Linked DNA regions of Ovis aries: region 2 is linked to region 1. The links are chromatin contacts, called in public Hi-C maps. All regions are on one chromosome and are shown on one strand. The core of a region is the stretch at or near the end of the contact, and the rest is flanking DNA. Distances in the headings are between cores, read along the strand shown.

Region 1 (3,855 bases), core at 651-3,150:
TCATGAACTGGGTTTTAGGGGGACTTGGTTTCAGAGAGACAACTATAGGTGAGAAACTGAACAGGGATTTGAAGAATCAGATTGAGACCTTGAAGTACAGACTAAAAGTGACTCTGTCATCTTAGTCCATGAGGATTTTCAACAAAACAAACTGGTAGATTCTTTCCTCACCTTGCAAACCCTTCAGAGATTTTCTGCTCCTTGTTTTTCCCAAGTAGCATAACCCCAAGAGGGAAACTGACCTTGAAATCTCTTAGGGAGAAGTCAGCCTCCTTTCTGGATGTGGAGACTGATCTGAGGACCACCGTGTGGCCTCCTGATGCTGCTCAAGAATCTTCCCATTTCTTACTTTCACCAACGTATATGCAAAGAACATACGTGTCTATGCATTTACTCCTGGTACTGTGAACACGGAATAAAAGGCTGGTTAAGATTTGCCCTGCCACCCATGAGCTCACGTTCTACTTAGGTAAATCAGCATATAAACAGAGCGCAAATTGAGAAAAATCACGATGGAGCCAAGTGCAAGCTTTATAGGTGTGGGTGAGATGCAAAATATTTGACAGGCAGAGTCACTGTGAAGTCTGCATTTCTCACCAACAACCAAGGCAGGAGGACTAGGTGGAGGCCAGATGGACACGGGGCATTTGTCTGCAGGGGGCTAGCACCACCCCCAGGACTGTCAACTCTCTTGTGGATCCAGGGTCAATCTGGGATTGCTGGGATGGACACAAGGAAATGAGGGGCTTACCACGAGCTGGCTGGGTGGCACTGCAAGACTGAGGGACTTGAGCAGCCAAGGCAGTGAGAACTCAAGGAGGAATTGGGGGACAAGGGCAGGGTTACCATTCCACTGGTATTTCAGTATTTTACAAACAATACGGTTGTACCAGTGTCTTGCTCCTAGTGTGTGTTAATTGCTTGCTGGTATCTGACTCTTATGCAACCTCATGGACTGTGGCCCACCAGGCTCCTCTGTCCATGGAATTCTCCAGGCAAGAATACTGGAGCAAGTTGCCATTTCCTTCTCCAGGGGATTTTCCCGGCCCAGGTATTGAACCCCGGTCTCCTGCATTGCGGGCAGATTGTTTACCATCTGAGCCACTAGGGAAGCTCTTGCTTCTAGAGCAGCAATATGCAGTAGAAATACAATGAGAGGCACATATGTAATTTACAGTTTTTTAGGAACTAAATGGGAAATTAATTTTAATATTTGATTTCACTCAGTTGATCCAAAATGCTATCATTTCAACATGTAACTAATACACAGTGTGCTTAATGAGAGAGTTTGCTTTTTTTTAAAATCTAGTGTATATTTGGAAATTACAGCCCTTCTCAGTTCAGAAAGTACCCAGTGGGCACACGTGGGTACTGTATGACAGCACAGGTCTAGAAAGACCGTGGGGAAAGCTGTTTTCTTTCTCTTTCTCTGCTTCCTGGATTTTGGGGGAGGTGACCTCCCAGTTGTCTATGATTTTCTGCAGGGTCTTCCCAGGGTTTTTTCCCTACCATTCAGCTCACCTATATGTGCACACATCCCTTAACAGGTGTAGTATTTATGACAAGAGGCTTGGTGGCTTTTTCAGTTCGGAGCTCAATTACATTAATTACCTGCCCCATTGCTTAGTGCTGGCTTCATTAACAAACCAGAGCATGACTTAATTGCTCTTTAAGCTTTGCATTTTCAGATGTAATTTACCTGCAGCCTGAAACTTGGGCACCTGTGGATTTAGACGTCTAACTGGGAATCTGCTGCATGCTGAGACCTTCTTTGCTAGGCCTCCTGAGCTGGTGTCCTTTTCAGTTCAGCGACCTCAGTTGAGTTGTTTGCTTTCCTTTTTCTCCACTGCTCCTGGCAGGTGACGCCCAAAGCTTCAGAAGCATTTCCTGTGTTTCAGTGCCACCTTGTGGTTTAGAGGAAAAAGTCCTGAAGTAGGCCGCATCCATCTTGGGATCCTTGAGCATAATTAACAGCCTTGAAGGGCCATCTGGCTTTTGTTGTCTCCTTGAGTCTGAGAGGAAATGAGATTTGTTATTGGATATGGAACATCTCCTACAGGCTAACTGCCCACTGAGAAATCAGGCAGTGTAGTGGGTCCAATTTGAACTAAGCAGAGAGTCACGCAGAAACGTAAATCCGGGCTGCTACTGTTCTACTATTTAAATTGAATTGTGTCCACATTTCACAGATGACTTGGCTTAGCCAGGGAGCTTGGCATCTCCGGCTGCTGTTACTGTAAAATGTTGAGCTCATGTTTTCAGTTGCTCCAAGTCAGGAATTAGCCCCTGGCCGTTGATGATACACCCTGGAAACTGCATTCACTCGACCTGCAGATGAATTTTACCAAGACTTGTGGGTTTGGCCAGGACTGGTTGAAAATAAACGGCATTAGAAAACAGAAAGATGGGGCAGAAGCCTAACCTCCATAACCTCACTTATTCCCTATTATCTGGCACCCATACTCCTTTATCCCTGTATCATTTACTTCTGGCAGAAAGGTATGACCATTTGCAATTTCCTTACTGGTTCAGAGAGAGACAATTGATTGCCTGTGGTCACACCATTAGTCTCTGGAAGATTCTTCCTGAGCAACTTACCACTCTTAATGATTGACTGCTTCATCCCACAGATTTCTGTTAAAAATAAGTCCTCAGTTTTTTGTTTTTTGTTTTTTGTTTTTTTTTTTGCAGAGATATGCTCATACTAAAGAGCAATAAATAGGGTCGGTATCCAGAGGCCCCAGTGTCCAAACACCAAAGCCTTAGGGGACACATTTAACTGTTGTCACCCATTCAAATCCAAACTCTATTCTTCATTAGCTGTGTAACTTGGGCAGAATGTTTACTGGTGAGATTTCTGTGCCTCAATTTCCTCTTCCCATTAAATGAATTTATGAACATGTAAAGGCCTTTACTTGAACCTGCTAAGAATTCACTGATGTTGATAACTAGGGCTAGGACTGAGATGAGATAAGTGAGGTGCAAAATGACTCTGAAAGTGGGTGCCTGATGATGATGATGAAGCCCATACTGACATGGTGTTTGCCTTAGTCCATCTGGGCCACTGTATCTAAGGACCATAGACTGGGTGGTTTATAAACAAGAAAAATTTATTTTTTGTGGTTCTGGAGACTGGAAGTCTGAGATCAGGGTCTGTCTGGTTTGTGGATGTCTTGTTGGATCCTTTCATGGCAGGGAGGAGAGATGGCTCTCCCTCTTTATATGGACATTAATCCCAACATGGAGGTTCCACCCTCACGACCCAGTCACCTCCCAAAGGCCCCACCTCCTCTTCCCACCACATTGGGGGTTAGGGTTTCAGCATATGGATTTGGGGGAGACATCCTCAGAGGAAGGCACAAACTGCACAGCGCAGTGTGAGGCAGACTGTCAGTGCGCTAATCGAGGATCAGACTTGGCGCCATTCATGTCATGCCAAGATAGTTCCAGCCTCCTGATGCACCTTGAATCCTTTCAGCCCTTCAGACTGAGCCTCTATTGTTCAGGGACAGTTAAACAGCACTGTAAGACAGCAACAAAGACAGATCCAAATCCAGAAGCGGGGGCATTTCTCAGGATATTTGGGGCCATCTATTTCATGTCGGCCAAGTTAAACGAGACTGAAGGGAAAAAGGAAAAGATGAAGTGAATCATCCTGGATTAGATACTGGTTTGAACAAAACCAGCTAAAGGAAATTTTGGGGTCAGTTCAGAAAATTTGAATGTTATCTGGATTTTAGCTGATATAATAAAAATTATTCATTAAAAAAATAGACAATAGTGTATAGTCTCATGTCGGCTAAAACATGCATACAAATATATGTAGAAAATGACCCCAGATGACTTGCCCTGAGG
Region 2 (3,855 bases), core at 674-3,173, 270 kb before region 1:
CTCCAGTTTATTCCCATCTGTATCAGCAGGGAAGCTTTAGAAGATGACTTTCTCCCTAAGGCCTTCTAAACAAAGTTACTGCCTGTGAGTATCATGTCAAAATGCAGTGTTCCTCCAAATCCAATTCAAAACCAATCCATTTTAAATTACAGTAACTGTGGGCCCTTTAAGAAAATCAAGCCCTTTAAACCCCACCCCTCTGCTGACCGGTAGCAGTTAAGTCCTCTCTTTGAATGCAGTTGGTGATAAAGCTAAGAGAAAGGCAACTTGTCTCCAGAGTGTTTCTAAGTAAGCCCTAGAGGTGGAAACTAAGATACTATGGGATAGGGAACAATGGAAACTTGTGAAGAATGGAAGCCAGACTGGCTCTTAAAAGATTCTATCACAGTGCTGGATAAAGTGGAAAGAATGTTAAGTCTGGGTTTCCCCCTGTGGTGCTGCTCCCCGCTAGCTTTACTCCTCCATTTCACCCAGCAAGTCAGTTTTCCAGAAGCTGTTTCCAGTTTAACGAGCTGTTTGTCTCCTCTAGCAGATTCCCAAAAGGAAAAGTCAAAGAGAAGAGCAAGTTTCAGTGAAAATTAAACTGGTCACTTCTAACAGTTATTTACATTGGCTGAACATTTCTGAAGAGCAAAGTCGACTCTTTTTTTGTTGTTGTTCCTGCTACACCAACAGTGACTAATTCAGAAGTCCTTAGTATTAGACTAAAAAATAATTAGAAATTTGGGGTTTAATTGCGGTTGGCATTTTGGAGCTGGCTGCCAGAAAGCAGCCATCTTGGTAAAGGATGATGTCATTTGGAACACTTGGAGGTTTCACTTTATTCCTGGGTACCAGTTTTCATTAGCCATTGAATAACTGTAATTATTAGGCTAAATTTAGTTTTAAAGATAATGGAGGAGCTGAAATAAAAATCATTAAAGCCACTTCTTTATCCTTCCTAACACATTATAAACTTTCCCCAAAGTTCAAAGCAATAGAAAAAACTTCACCCTATTTTCCCTCTATGTTTTGTTTCCATATGTTTGTTCTGTTGCCTAAGCTTGGGTAATAAAACTAGTCTGGTCGGTTTCATTTTCTGATTTTCATACATAAGCGAAAGCTGTTTTGTGTCAACAGTGTAAAGTGTTAAGAATCATCTCACCTGCTGGGCCAATTTCCTGTAAGCCTTTGTTTGGGAGCGGAGAAGGGGAAATGCAAGTTTTGATTCTGAACTATTTATGCTTTAAAACTAGAACCCCGAATTAGACCACCAACGTAATTAATCTGTGTTTAGTTTTGACCTACTTAAGTTTTCTAGAAGTGGGCAAGATGATGGGAAAGAAAATGATGGTTATGTTGCATTCCCACTTGCGTTTATCACTATTCGTATAGCAGAATGCTCTGCCTGCAGTTGCTTTGGAAAACTGGCACTTAAAAGAGATGTTTTAATCCACAAAACTTGTCTTTTTTTTCTTTTTGGATTAGATAAATGTTACTGTCTTAATCCTATTGCCCAACAGGTCCTGGCATTGTCTGCAAAATGCAGAGAGAAAAGAAAAATCTTGCAATTGTTTAGACAATTGAGCGCAGGGTGGTTTATGGGATTATTAGGAGGAGTAAAGAGGGCGGTGTGTCTCTTCTGCAGATTTTTTCTTAACGAGGTTAACCTGTGGCTCCTGTCTCGTCGCCCTCCTCCGCTCCTTGCAGGGGAACTTTCTGTTCTGTGAGCGCTATCCGAAGCTTCCCAGGCAAGCTCACTGAGAGATCAAACTAAAAGGGCTGCGTGTCTGTTTGAAACAGACAGAGGGAGACAGGAGCACACACGGTCAGCGGAAGATGGGGCCACGGAGTCGGCGGGGGCTGGATGCCCGAGCCGGGCTGACCTTTCCACGTGTCCCCAGCACCTGCGAGGCTAGTGGGGCATTAGGTTTCTTTTTCCCAGGAGCGGGCGCGAGCCCGGAAGAGGCTGGGCGGCCACGGGCTTAGGTCAGGGGGCTGGGAGGCCCTCCCTCCGAACACGTGCGGTTGGCGAGCGGCTGGTGCGGAGGCTGGCCTGGCTTTCCCGCCCCGGTCCGGCCAGCGCGTCCCCAGCCCGCCGGCGGACGCCAGGAGGGCGGCGGCGGGCGAGTCTCGGAGCTTTCCGCCGGCTTAGCCGAGCGGCCTAGCGAGCGCGCCAGGCCCGGCTGGAGCGAGCCCCAGTGCAATACTGCCCGAGCCCGGGCGGGGTCTCTGTTCTCTGGCAGAGGAGGTCCCTTGGCAGCGGGAAGCTCCCTCTCTTTCTCTCGCCGCCGCTCCGAGTCTGCGCCCTGGTGCCAGGCGCCCAGCTCGGCGCTCCCCTGTGCTCGCCCCGGCGCCCACTCATTCGCAGCCCAGCCTTCGCCGCCGCCGCCTCCCTGCTCCTCCTCCTCCGCGTCTCCCCAGCCCGCCGCGGCCATGGCGGACAGCGCCAGCGAGAGCGACACGGACGGGGCGGGGGGCAACAGCGGTAGCTCGGCCGCCATGCAGTCGTCTTGCTCGTCGACCTCGGGCGGCGGCGGCGGCGGTGGCGGCGGGGGAGGCGGCGGCGGTGGGAAGTCGGGGGGCATTGTCATCTCGCCGTTCCGCCTGGAGGAGCTCACCAACCGCCTGGCCTCGCTGCAGCAGGAGAACAAGGTGCTCAAGATCGAGCTGGAGACCTACAAACTCAAGTGCAAGGCGCTGCAGGAGGAGAACCGCGACCTGCGCAAAGCCAGCGTGACCATCGTGAGTGCCCCCCCGGGGTGCGCCGCGGTGCTGACCTCCGCCCGCCCCTGGGAGATGCTGCCTCCCGACCCAGGGCAGCCCCCGGGCTCTTCGAGGCTTCCGATGACCTGCAGCGAGCACACTCGCTGCCAAGACCCGCCGGCCCCAGAGGGTGGAGGGAGTGGGAGGTGTCCTTCGGAGCCGCGCGGGTCTGCCCTCCCCGGGGTCCAGGCCCCTCGCGGGGTGCGGGAGGAGGCTGCTGGGACCCCCCCCTCCCCCGCCCCACCGACGTTCCCTGGTCGCCCCTTGGGGAGGAGGCTCCTCCGGGAGGAGCTGGAAGGTGGCGGCGTGGCTGGCGGGGGTGGGGGGGCGGGGTGGGACTTTTTCCAGTCCTAGTTTGCTTGAGGGGTGCGTCCAGAATCGGGGAGTCCTAGGCTGAGGGAGAGGCAGGAAGCCGGGGCCTGTTCCGGGGGCTTGGCCGCGGGCTGCGGGGAGTGTGCAGCTGGGCTGGGCACTTGGTTGGCATCAGGACGGCGCTAGCTGGATCGCCCGGGGAGGGGGCGGGAGAGAGTGGCCGGGAATCCGGGAAGTGCAGTTTTTCTGGCCAGGATCGAGAGGGAAGGGCGGGTACCGGAGCTGATGCTCCCACCTCCATTGGAAGTCCTTTCCCTGGGTGGGGGGTGGCGGAGGCCGTGTACTGCTGGGAGAATGCAGCATCTTATCCTGGCTTGGACGGAGCGAAGGGTATGAACCCTGGACCGGCTAACACCAGGGTGAAGGAGATCGACTGACTCCCTCGCCGATCAAGAGGGAGTTGTTTTTTGGTGTGTGTGTGTGTGTTTTGCGTGTGTTTGGTTCCTTGGCGGTGGAGTGTCTGTCTGGGGGATATTTTGGTTCGGCGTCTAGATACTTGATGGGAGTACGGGCTGTCTGTTCTGTTTCCACCTGGTCCCCGGAGGCTCCCCCAAAGAGGATAAGATTAGGTGTGTAGGTCTCCCTTCTCGTGTAGCAGGCCTTTAGAAAGGCCACTATTAGCTGTGATGAGGCGAAACATAACTGGGAAAAGTACAGCGTGTGCTCTCACCTACTATCCCTGCCGGCTAGCCACATCATTAGCATGCACAATCCCCATACAGGCAACCCTGTTGAGAT

The links. A called contact is a pair of places that touch in the nucleus more often than the background predicts.
Region 2: a Hi-C map of hypothalamus shows a contact between it and region 1, with 2.9 times the contacts expected there. The contact joins the promoter of CCDC6 here to the enhancer-like site in region 1. A contact is called at or near these places in 4 of 16 Hi-C or Micro-C datasets (hypothalamus, muscle, skin fibroblasts and 1 more).

The regions. Positions count from the first base shown.
Region 1 is chr25:14,634,161-14,638,015 of ARS-UI_Ramb_v3.0, reverse strand. The region is part of intron 2 of LOC106991936 (a long non-coding RNA gene); the gene reads left to right. Among named protein-coding and RNA genes, the nearest start is that of SLC16A9, 100 kb to the left of the region's middle. Within about 2 kb of position 1,900, at least 8 of the 54 cell types and tissues checked have an H3K27ac peak or open chromatin away from gene starts, as enhancers often do. A contact at or near this core is called in hypothalamus, where this site is marked.
Region 2 is chr25:14,906,004-14,909,858 of ARS-UI_Ramb_v3.0, reverse strand. It overlaps CCDC6 (coiled-coil domain containing 6), which reads left to right and starts at 1,923. Exons shown (of 9, transcript XM_015104369.4): 1 at 1,923-2,724. The coding sequence starts at 2,416.